Linked DNA regions of Mus musculus: regions 1, 2 and 3 are each linked to region 4. A link is a contact called in public HiChIP or PLAC-seq data. All regions are on one chromosome and are shown on one strand. Each heading gives the region's core, a stretch centred on a gene start, on an enhancer-like site or on the middle of the called end of the contact. The rest is flanking DNA. Distances are from core to core; before and after follow the strand shown.

Region 1 (2,980 bases), core at 333-2,832, 800 kb after region 4:
CAGTCACCTTATGTGGGTGCTGGAAACTGAGCTCAGGTCTCCCGGAAGAGAAGCAGTACATGAGATCTTAATCACTGAACCGTCTCTCCAGCCTCAGTGTAATTTTTTTTTTTTAAGCAAGGGTTTGAAGGGTCAACCTGAGGTTCACCTGTAAAAGGTGCTATGCTGACAAGCCTGATGTAGGAGAGAAGCGACTCCTATACTGTGTCCTTTCACCTCCTGTGTACATTAAGTGCTGTGACACTTAATGTGGACAGACAGACAGACACATACACACGCTCAAATTAACGTTAAAAAACATCAGGACAGCCAACACTATGTTAAAGAGACCTGATTCCACACCCCTCCAAAAGGGAACTAGAACGACTTTTGTGGTCCATGATCAAGTAATGTGATTTTTAACCCAGGAGCAAACTAAGTTTCAAGAGAATTTTAGAACTGTTCCTCTCATCTCAACAAGCAAGCCCCTTCTTAAAAGTGTTTTTCCCTCATGGAAACTAATAGCATATTTTCTTTTCCCCTAGCCCCTTGCCAAAAGAAACATTTCCACATTCCGCTTCTGTGCGAGAACAACTTCCTTAGATACTTGAGGACAGACGGTTCAGAGATTCATTTGTATTCTGCCTAAACTTGTTTCCAGGCAGAAGTGGGAAGAAGAAATGTAAAAGAGTGGAGTTTTTGAGAGGAAATGAAGCTTGTACTGTGTAATTCTCTGGGGGAAAGCTGGATAGACATGTTTAAACTACCACTTCAACAACGCTGCCCTAAAATGTGGGATCCAGCTAATCAGAATTAAGAGGCTGGTTTGTTAGGCCCTCAGGACTACTGGGCATGCTACTAGATTACCTCAAATAAGTGGTATATCAAGTCAGATATTAGGTTAGCGAATGTGCTGGTCATAACCTGCCTGTGGTCTGGTTCCTTAGGGGCAAAAAATCCTGAGGCTATGGCGCTTGCCCAAGAAGGAAGGTTCTGCAGTTTTTGCTTATCTTGTCAATCATGTCGTTTTCGCTCTATCACTTCCTCTTCCTTTGTGGACGAAAAAAATCTCAAGTCAGAAACAGGAAAGGTTAGCTTTTAATGGCTCGTCCGTACACAAACTACCTTCGAGGGTCCGCACTGCGGAGCAGAAAGTTACGTCTCTCCCCGCAAACCCAGAGTTTCACTATCTGCCAATCGCAGGTCAGGACTTCTCTCCTGAAACGCCCACGGGCTATGATTGGCATTAAATAAGCCCTATTGGTGCTGAGAACATGGAAGCGGTGGGTTCAGAACTGACCAATAGTATGCAGTTGGGGCGGGAGGAAGGTACGAACGAAGTGCGTGATGCCGCTCCGGGAAGCGAGGGCAGGAAGCTAGCCCAGCCAATGGCCGCCGCGGGCGGGTGTCGGCGCGCGTGCGCACTGGGGGTCCCGGAGCTGCAGGCGGGAGGTTGGGGGAGGGGAGCGAGCTGGAGCGCCGCGGAGCTCTAGCCGCCGCCGCAGCTCCCGCCGCAGCGAAGAGGCCATGTTGTGTGGTGTGTGGGGCGGGGGGAGGAGGAGGAGGGAGGAAAGCCGAGCGAGGAGACGGGAGAGACACCACACACGGCACAAGATGGCCGGAGAGGCAGCAGCAAGCCCAGCTGTCAGGCGGTCTGCCGCGGCCCGTGGGCTCGCCGCTGCGCTGGGAGCGCTACCCCGGCGTCCTGGAGGGCTCTGGGAGAGCGGGGAGGCCGCGGCTGGGGCGAGGCGGCCGCGCGCGATGTGGGAGCTCGCGGCCGGAGCGCCCGGGGAGGCCGGGCCCACGACGCCCGTGGCTCCGCTGCGGCAGCGGCGGTGCTGGTGTCGCGCGCGGCCGGGAGGCGGCTTCGCGCCGCGGGCGGGAGGCTGCGGCGGGCGACCCGTCCTGGACACGCGAGGAAGAGCGAGCCGATGGCGGCAGGGGCCGCGCTTCGACCCGGTGAGTAGCTCCCCTGCTCCCTTTATTGTCCTTTGTCCTTGGGAGGAAAAGCACGACGTCCTTGAGCGCGGGCGGGAGGGGCGGCGGGTGGCTGCCGGCTGGCTCTGCACACGCAGCCCCGGGCACTGCCGCGGAGGGCCGATGCCACGGGAGCACGGGGTCGGGCCACCGCGTTCCCGCTGCATACCCAGCCGGGCGCCGCGCTGCGGTCCGAGCCAGCGGGGAGAGGGCGGCGGCCGCGCCGTGGAACCCCTGCTTGCTCTGGTGAGTTACTTCGATACTTAGCGAGAAATAACAACAATCCTCCGTTGATGGGCTTTTAAAAATCTTTTCCAGTGAGGTGGGAACCCATCTTTGGGGTCGGATCTAAAAGAACAATGGAACCTCTCACTTCGCTTAAACCAAAATAAAACTTGTCTTTTTCCCCCCTTCTCCCTGTTGGGTGTTGGCTTTTAACTCTTTCTAAGCTGCTTTTGAGAACGGCTGTTAGTGTTCTAGATGCAAAGGTACCTTTCAGCTTGTTAAACGTCCGTGACGTTTGTTGTCTTTTAGAAAAGGCAAGTTACAGGAGTGCATCTAGTATTTCAAAAATGACGACGGCAACAAGGCAGTTTAAAGGAAGTAGATTTGATAATTATGGTGCAAGATGATGGCGTTTGATGAATACAGCTTATTTTTACCGAGAACTTTCGTTAAGACCATTTGACATCCTGATACTTGAACATAACCGTACTGTTTGATACTTTTTTAAATGAGTAGGTAAAGCCGTTATCAGCAACTTCTCACTTGAATGTTAAATCTAACTTGAGGCGGTTCCGACCCTTTACAAGTTAAAATTCATCTTGTTTAAAAGAGAGTGTATACTATTAGAAACCTTGGCCGTAAAAGTTAAGAAATATTCTAAAAGCAGAGCTCTTTAAGTTACTTAGTGTAAATCCTGAAGTAAGACTGCCATTGATGGGCGATGAAGAGGGGCCATATTTGTTGCATTTGTTGCACGTATAAAAGTCGAGGTGTGCTTAGAAACGGAACAGTATGGAAA
Region 2 (2,700 bases), core at 49-2,548, 810 kb after region 4:
GTTATTAATGTAAACTACCTTAGAATACACATCTGTGGTTAATACAGATGCAGTGTTTGTTCTTTGGATGATGTGAGGTGGTTGATATTTGTAAATTGAAAACTTGAGTTTTTGGATTTTGATGGAAATATGTTTGTAGACTTGAAACTGATTTTTTACATTTTCTTAGATTTAACATAATTACGTTTGGTAGTGAAACTAAAATGAATTCGTTTGCTGGAGTGTCATGGTTTTGACCAGTAGGGTTCAGTAAAGGAATGTTTTTAGTTTTTTCGGCATTTGTATGTGGTTGGTTACTTGTGTGCATGGGAGAGAATACTTTGTTGCATTTGTAATTTTGTTTCTATAGACCTCGTGCTTCCATCTGGAGGGGGTTTGTCTTTGACAGTTGATAATTGGCTGGTAGATGTGGCCTATTTAAGTGGCGGTGATTGATGAAATGTGAGTGTACTTAGAATTCGATTTCAAACATGAGTGAAAGGGTTCTTTTGATTTTGGAGTTGAGGTTGAGTGTTTGATTTAAAGGTGACCAAGGTTGGTGTAATTTCTTGAATTCGAAGTTATTAATTATGCCCAAATATATGTAAGAAGTAAATATGTTTGATGTGTGGCACTTCCAAGATTAATGGTTTACAAAGAAGTTTGTTTCTTCTGGGGGGGAAAATGGTTGTATTAACTTTTGCTCTACTGCAGTTGAACACTAGGGAGGCGCTCTTGAGTTGTAAAAAATTACCCCTTCCTTCCAGTTGAGGTGGAAAATTCCCCCTTAATCTTTAGATGTTTTTAGGCACCATAAAGAAGGCAAGAGTTGATTTAATTTATGGTGTTGAAATGTTGCTTCTATTTACAAGCCATTTTACCCATGGTGGGGTGTTAATTATTTTAAAGATTAGTTCTTAAACTGAGCTTTAGAGTCTCTTGAAATTATCTTTATTTCAAAATGGCTTGATAAAACTCCACTTCCTGTCCAGGGAGGAAGTTATTTTAGCTCAAGGACTGAAATATTTAGCAGATCTTTAGACAAAAGGAACAAATTACATTTCTCTCTGGCTTAAAAAGGGTGCTTGAGCCAGAGGGGGTTAAGAAGCCCTTCCCCCTCCCTCTGATGGAGTGGTCTGGAGGGGCAGGGAGGTGTGGAGTTGGGGGTCTTCTGGCTCTCTTGGATGGAGAATCTGGTTCTTTTTCTTTCTTTCTTTCTTTTTTTTTTTTTTTTGGTGGAGATGAAGGGGTGGGTCTATGGTACATCACCTGAGTTGTGGGGTAAATGTAGAGAGTGTCAATCAAAGGCAGAGCTCTCAGAGCTGGGAAGGAGGCTCTAGATGGCGGCTGTGCCTTAGAGAGAGCGCGCTTTGCTCCCTGCTTCGGTTCACTTTACGCAACTTTCCCTAACTTTCGGGCAGCCTCAGGGGGCCCCCGCAGCCCCCTGCCTCTTCTAGTGACTTACTGGGGTCGATCCGAACCTTTTTTTGGGAGAAAAGCTGCTTTTAGGAGCTTTCTTTTCGTGCCTTGTTGGAAGAAGCTGCCGTATTGAGAGCCCAGGTCGTTGTTTTTTCCAGCTTAGAAGCCATGGCGCACCTCCATTTTTGTGCGCTCTCCTAATGAGGTTTTTTTTTCCCCTTCCGGACCTGTTTTAGTATTAATTATTGCTTTATTTTTTGACAAGTCAACATATTTGAGGATTATTTCATTTACTTTTTGTTTTTTAACGGAGAATTTTGCGTTTTTAAAAATTATTTTGGATCGGATATTTTTCTACTACTAGATAGGACTCTTGCTTTGGACCTACTACATGGATCAGGTAAGTCCATGATAATCAGTGATAATTTTAAAAAAATTAATGTTGAACTTGGCTTTATTTACTGTAAATATGAGAAATTCCTGGATGACGCAATAAGATAGAGAGATTGTTATTTGTATCCAGTGTGTTACTTTTGAGAAACTTTCCTTATTGATAGTGATGCTTCTGTCGTTCAGTTTATCCCCCTCTCATTTTAAAACGGAAAAATAGAAATATTTTGTTTTTCTGGTGTTTATCGTTGTTGCATTACATGAATATCGCTAACATCGTCAGGACTTTGTTCCTGATAATAAAACCATCCGCAGAAGCTGGGACCTCACCTTTCTTTCAACTTTTGACAGTAAATACCTGGGCACAGGACTTCAAAGCAAACACAGATTCCCCCTCCCCCTTAATATTTAAGAATTAAAAGATGATGAGAAATAAGGACAAAAGCCAAGAGGAGGACAGTTCGCTACACAGCAATGCATCGAGGTATGAGCTATCAACTTTCTTTCTTTCTTTCTTTTTTTTTTTTTTTCGGGAAACCTCAGCTTACACTTGTTTACTTTGACAGACATGGATTGCTGTCTGTATTTCAAGAATTTTCTAACTTGGGTTGGTTTTTAAAGCGTGACCTTGAGATTGCTAACATGCCACACCCTGATTTTTTGGTATCAATTTATGAAAGTTGAGTTGTGACTTAAGGCCTCTTACAGCATTCAGAAGGTAATGTACTTTTCTCCGGAGGGGCCTTTCCTAGAAACTGTAGTTTTTCTGTCAGTAAATTTTCAGGTTTTAGGTTTTCATGCTGCAGAAAAATGACCTTGTCTGTTTAGCCATTGCTGCATTGCACCATTTTACATACAAGGCAAATTTTTTTCTTTGAAGAATCTGGGATATTCAAACTTGTAACCGAGGGC
Region 3 (2,725 bases), core at 32-2,531, 740 kb after region 4:
GCCCGCTGCGCCGCGTCCGGCCACCAGGGGGCAGCCGCGCGTCTGAGTCCCGCAACCGGCTGGAACCGGTCTGGCCGGAAGTTGGGCTGGGGCCTTCTCTTCCGCAGCCGCGCGCCACGTGGCCGGGATGGGGTGGGGTGGGGTGGGGATGGGGCGAGGAGGAGGAGGAGGAGGAATGCACGAAAACAACAAGATGGCGCCGCGGGGGATGGGCGCCTTGCCTGCGCCCTCGGAACCCGGAGCGTCCCGAAGGGCGGAGTGGAAGGGCCGGTCGGGGCCCAGCCTGCGGGGCGTAGCCGGCTTCCGCCAGCTTGGGAGGCCGCTTGGACAGGCCCAGGGTGCGGTCGCCAGCGCGCCCATCACGAGACCCCTGGCCGGGATCCAGGACTCCCTTTGGGCCTTCGCGGCGCCTTTCCTTAATTTGCTTTGTCCGCTTTGCATTTGTCCTCTGAGCGTTGTCGACCTCCTAGGGGAGCGATTAGATCAGGGCGAGGCCAACAGCGAGCAAGAGCAGGAAAAATGCTGACCGTGGACCCCGCCGGGGTCAGCAATGGTAGAGATGGAACCTGCTGGGAGGTGGACCACACCCCACCCCTATCCACCCCGGGGCGCTTCGGGACCTCCTCACTGTAGGGGCGGCCAGTGTGGCAGAATCCAAGCTTGTCTGTTTGGCTTTTGTGAAAAAAAGCAAAAAAAAAAAAAAAAAAAAGAAAAGAAAGAAAGGGAAATCTGGTTTTGTATGTATTAAAACGTAGGAAATTAGGCATAATTGTCTAGTATCCTGGAATTGCTGCGAAAGCCTGAAGCCTCCCCTTCCTGCCCAAATCCGTGTAACTCTACTTGCCCCACCCCGTAGACATTCCTGACCGGTGGAATTTATTTTAGATGGGCCTGAGGATCGCAGATGTGAGGTTTTGTTGGGTTTTATATCTTTTTAAATAAGTTAACACACGTTACTCTGAATGTGATGGTATATTTAGAATAAGACATTTGTCGCCTTGGGATTTGAAAGCCTTTTAGAATAGGTTTCAAATTCTTTCCCATATTTGCGATTTATGAGGCCTTTGGCCTATCTCAAAATAATAAGACCCCTCCCCTCTAAATAGCACCTGGCTCCCAAGGACCTTAGAAGTTTAATTAATAAATATTTTGGATAAAATGCGGAACTATTACGGTGTTAGTTGGGAGGGAGGGAGGAGAGTAGCTTAAGACAAATCTCCAAGCTCGTGATCAAAACAGCATCGATATTAAGTGGTAAACTACAAGTGAGACAGTGACATCAATGACTGGGGGGTGGGCGGAGCCCAAGCTTAAATGTGCATTTTTGACGAAGGGATTTGGGGACCTACTTCACCCCACTCCTTAGGTTTTGTGTTCTTGTGAATTGTATTGGCAGGCATTCCCGAAAGCACTTGAGCCCTCTGAGGAACCAAAACACTGCGTAACGACTCCCAGTCACCATTAGTGCCAGGGGCCGCAGAGTTAAGGAATGGAATTCCGAAACACAAAGGGCTCTAATCTTTCCTCTCCTAGGCCTAAGGAAAGAATACAGCTTTGTCTGTAGCAGTTCCTCGACCAGCAGCATAATGGCCGACTTCCTATATTTTTCCGGGTTTCCTTGCTTTCTCCTTCATAGGAATGGTTCAGACTCAGTCGCCTGCAACTCTTTTTACAGTTGTCACACATGAACGTTCCTAGGGTTTTAAAATGTTGTCTCCAGAATTTCATTAGCGCAGACTTCCTGATATAAAACGTATCTCTGACTTTTTAATGAAGTATTATAACAAACTTAAAAGGAATTTAAGAAAATGTGAAGATGCCATCTTCCAAGAAATAGCTCAAATACTTTTAGCCCTCCGCATAGATTAGTTTTCTGTGGAAGATGAACACTGCATGTGGAATCTGCTACCTCCTTTTACTACCTTTATTTTAAAATGCTTTTTTTCAGGAGCTAGGAGATGTGGCTAAATGTGACCTTAGGATCCTGAGGCCCCCACATCACCCGTCTCTCAGAAAGTTTTATTTCAAATGCTGAATAAAAACAAAACAAAACACATGAAAACTATAATGAAAAATATCACCCAGAATCCCATTCGCAAGAATTACCACTGTAAGACAAATTGTGTCGTTGATTACATGATGCACATATAGCTTTGTTGTCGACATTTTGCACTACAGTACAAATGTACAATTTTCTTGTTAGTAAGACTCTTCAAGATTTATGGTCGGGATTGGTGGCATGCACACACAATCCCAACCGACACTTGGGAGGCGAGAGCAGGAGAAATGCAGGAGTTGGAGGTTAGTCTGGGCTTCATTATAGAATCCGTCTTTAAAGGGGTGAGGGATCCGCTGGTAAAGTCCTTGCTGGCTGCAAGCCGGTTTACCTGCGTTCCATCTCAAAGAACACGTGGGTGGGAGAAAAGTTTATACTTGCCTGCGGTATAATCTCTGACCTCCACGCTCTTGCTGACCCCTCCTGCTCACTTAGTCACATAACAATTAAAGAAAAATGTTTGTTTTATTCTTAAACATTTTAGAATCTACATAGTGTTAAAACAGATAAATATAATTAACTATTAGCCATTCTTTCATGAATGGATGCTGACTTTAATTTTTGTGTGTGTGTGGCAGTATTCTACACTGAGCTACATCCATCCCCTGCCCAGTTTGCTGACTCTGACGCACTTCTCAAATAGATGTGGATACTTCGGTCAAAAAAAGT
Region 4 (2,759 bases), core at 139-2,638:
TTACTGATGGCAGCCTTCCTGAGCACAAGGTGACCAGAGAACCTTTGCTAAGAGAGGATGTCTGTGAGTCCCACAGCTTCTTGAAGGTACATGAAAGTCAGTGCTGATTATCATCACTAGAGGGCAGAAGAGCACCACTAGTTAGGGACTCAACCAGGAAAATCTCCTTTCCAAGCAATTTTCATTGTTTCTGCCCTTGTGGCAGAACCTTGTCGTGTCTGGTGCATTTGGCTGTATTTTGAGGCAGGATTTCTATGTCCTTTAAGGGTCCTAAGGATAGCTCTTCTTTAGGGCTGCCCACCATATACAAATGTTATACTCTACATGAATGCCTGTATGCCTAGAGCCACATGCATCTCTGGAATCTGGGGTTGGGGAGCATGCAGGGAAAGCAATCCCTGCCTTCCCTGGAATTTATGTGGAGGTGGCAAAGGTGTCTATGGAAGGCCCGTACTGTGGGACAAATGGAAGGAAAGTGTACTTTCCCCTGACACGGAGGTTGCTAAGGAAGCAACAGCGCCAAGAGAAAGGAGGCTTGCCTGGGGCCTGGGAGTCAGTGCAGCTGTGGGAGCAGGAGAGCAGGTTACTTGCAGGAATGAGCCAGCAGAGTGGCAGAAGAGCCCCAAGAGGGGGTGGAGGTGGGCAGCAGAGGCTCATCTGGTCAGGCTTAGGCATGGGACTCGGTGGCTGGCCTTTCATCTGGGTTTGATTCTGTGTGGCTCCACTGCTCCATCCTGTGAGGGCTGGGGAAGAAGGGATGAGACTTGCAGAGATCTCTCTTCAGAATGTCTTGTTGAAACTAAAGTTTGACCGTGAACACAGAACCTTGACGACGGGGCTCGGTTTCAGGGTGTGCCCCCAAGCACTGAATCGACCAGCATTAGCCGTGTGGGTTTATTGCAGGGAGATTTAGGAACAGCAGCTGCCACGGTTAAACAGTTATTAAAGGTGTGCCTGTGCTGTCTTGTTGGGAACTTGGGACCTTGTCGGGAAGTGTAGCTTCTATTTGATAAGGCATTGTGTGCCCTGAGAGTCTAGAATCCTGTGAATCCAGATCATACTCCCGTGAGCTCTGTGATCCTGGGGCAGCCATTCCTCCTTGAGACTGTGTGTGGCTAATGCAAGAAAACCACACATTCAACCCAGACAATGTCTTGAATATAGGAAGCGTGCTATAAAGGTTAGATACTATGGCGCATCTGTGAAGTCTACTAGCGTCTGCAGTTACCAAGGGATCCAGCATGCTTTCAGCCCTGATTCTCAACTCTTTCTCTCAGCCTAGCAACTTGCCTCACTGAAACCTGTACTTAATCAAGTTTACTCCCTCCCATGGATCTTTTCCTAGTTGTTTGAACGTCACCAGCACACATGTGGACACCATTCCAGAGTCACGCGCACACCAGCTGGCCCTGCAGACAGCTGCATGGCATTGGTAGCTGCAACAAGATGCTATAGCCCATGTGCTTATGGGAAAAGGTCACCAGCTAGGCTTCCTCCTCTGCTTTTTGAGAGGACTAGCGCCGCAGCCAGCTTCCTTCAGTTTGGTGGACTCATTAGCTGGATGGCTGGGATATGGAATGCCCCACACCCTCACCACCTCCACTTTCTAATTAGGTTTGTCACTTAATGATACTCTTGAAATTCCCGAGTCCCATAGCAAAAGTCTGATATACTTTAAGCAAATAGGTACATGAACTTAAAAATACCCGGAGAGCCATAATGGCCTTTAGTATATGGCCCAAGAGAAAGAAGGGACTGTCCCCAATTTGCTTTGAGCCAGAGTTCTCACAGTCTCGTGGGTAGGCCTGTTAATGAGATGTGTGCTGGCTTCAGCCTGCTTCATCTGATTTTCTTCTTTTTTACCTTAGAAATGGGGACAGAGCCCTGATAGGCTCCTTGTAGTCACTTGCTCTTTTCAGAGGTGACAAACAACTGTTAGCATCTTGCTTCCTTTGTACAACAGAACTAAAAAACAATAAAAGCAATCCAGAGTCTAGATGCCAAAACAGGACACAAGTAGGCCTAAGCCACTTGCTGGGTTAGGAGAGATGGCTAAGTGGGTAGAAGACTTTCTATGTGAGCTGAAGATCTTGAGTTTGAATCCCCAGCACCCGTGTGTAAAAGCCAGGCAAAGCTACACAATGCTTAAAGCCCCAGTATTGGAGGGCAGTGACAGACAGACAGATCCCCAGAGCATGATAGCCAGCCAGCCCAGCCAAAGCGGCAAGCTTCCAGGTCAGTGTGAGGCCCTGTCTCAAGGCAATAAAGTACAGAAGACAACAGAAGAATATATGTGGTTATCATGCTCTGAACTCCAAGGGGGCATGGACACACCCTTGTGCCCATGCCAAAAAAAAAAAAAAAAAACACACATAAAACATGCGTGCACACACAAATAAAGAAATGGGTCTTCTAAGGAGGGAGAGTCTATACATGTCTGAGACACTTGCAAAGACAATCTCAGCTCTGTCCCATCTCCTGACAGACATATCCCACACAGGCACAGATGGAAGATTGTGGTACGGTTTCATTTCTTTCAAAGTCTCTCCCTTTTGACTGACAGAACCCCCTTGAAAATGAAAATCCTTTTTCCCTAAGCGCCTAGAGTATCCAAGGGTAAGCAAGTGGCTGCTGAGCCCTTTCTCTGTCAACCTGCTTCTCCTCGGCCTGAGTCACCATCCCACTCTTATGTCATCGGTATATTGATGTGTCTGAGTAAACGAGAGTGATTGGTGCTTTTCAGTTTTGCTCTGGACATC

The links. HiChIP or PLAC-seq counts read pairs in DNA pulled down with a chosen protein or histone mark.
Region 1: a contact with region 4 is called in an H3K4me3 HiChIP or PLAC-seq map of embryonic limb bud, with 3 times the contacts expected there. The contact joins the promoter of Chaserr here to the enhancer-like site in region 4. A contact is called at or near these places in 4 of 39 promoter capture datasets (embryonic stem cells, hippocampal neurons, maxillary cranial neural crest and 1 more), 6 of 115 datasets of contacts at active chromatin or transcription factors (astrocytes, craniofacial prominence, differentiating embryonic stem cells and 3 more) and 1 of 9 other capture datasets (embryonic stem cells).
Region 2: a contact with region 4 is called in an H3K4me3 HiChIP or PLAC-seq map of embryonic limb bud, with 5 times the contacts expected there. The contact joins the promoter of Chd2 here to the enhancer-like site in region 4. A contact is called at or near these places in 2 of 39 promoter capture datasets (hippocampal neurons and maxillary cranial neural crest), 16 of 484 Hi-C or Micro-C datasets (the N1E-115 cell line, Sertoli cells, adipose-derived mesenchymal stem cells and 12 more) and 11 of 115 datasets of contacts at active chromatin or transcription factors (astrocytes, craniofacial prominence, differentiating embryonic stem cells and 8 more).
Region 3: an H3K27ac HiChIP or PLAC-seq map of SST interneurons shows a contact between it and region 4, with 4 times the contacts expected there. The contact joins two enhancer-like sites. A contact is called at or near these places in 1 of 484 Hi-C or Micro-C datasets (embryonic fibroblasts) and 15 of 115 datasets of contacts at active chromatin or transcription factors (SST interneurons, VIP interneurons, bone marrow-derived macrophages and 12 more).

What each region holds. Positions count from the first base shown.
Region 1 is chr7:73,556,997-73,559,976 of GRCm38.p6, reverse strand. It overlaps Chaserr (CHD2 adjacent suppressive regulatory RNA), which reads left to right and starts at 1,582. Exons shown (of 5, transcript NR_037569.1): 1 at 1,582-1,938. RefSeq lists a cis regulatory region at 1,011-2,100.
Region 2 is chr7:73,540,344-73,543,043 of GRCm38.p6, reverse strand. Chd2 (chromodomain helicase DNA binding protein 2) reads left to right here and starts at 1,298. Exons shown (of 39, transcript NM_001081345.2): 1 at 1,298-1,798; 2 at 2,140-2,272. The coding sequence starts at 2,211. It overlaps Chaserr (CHD2 adjacent suppressive regulatory RNA), which reads left to right. Exons shown (of 5, transcript NR_037569.1): 5 at 1-2,700.
Region 3 is chr7:73,615,822-73,618,546 of GRCm38.p6, reverse strand. No RefSeq gene overlaps it. Among named protein-coding and RNA genes, the nearest start is that of Gm30149, 8.4 kb to the right of the region's middle. Within about 2 kb of position 1,281, at least 332 of the 459 cell types and tissues checked have an H3K27ac peak or open chromatin away from gene starts, as enhancers often do. A contact at or near this core is called in SST interneurons and embryonic limb bud, where this site is marked.
Region 4 is chr7:74,352,075-74,354,833 of GRCm38.p6, reverse strand. All of the region lies in intron 3 of Slco3a1 (solute carrier organic anion transporter family, member 3a1), which reads left to right. Among named protein-coding and RNA genes, the nearest start is that of Slco3a1, 200 kb to the left of the region's middle. Within about 2 kb of position 1,388, at least 23 of the 459 cell types and tissues checked have an H3K27ac peak or open chromatin away from gene starts, as enhancers often do. A contact at or near this core is called in SST interneurons and embryonic limb bud, where this site is marked.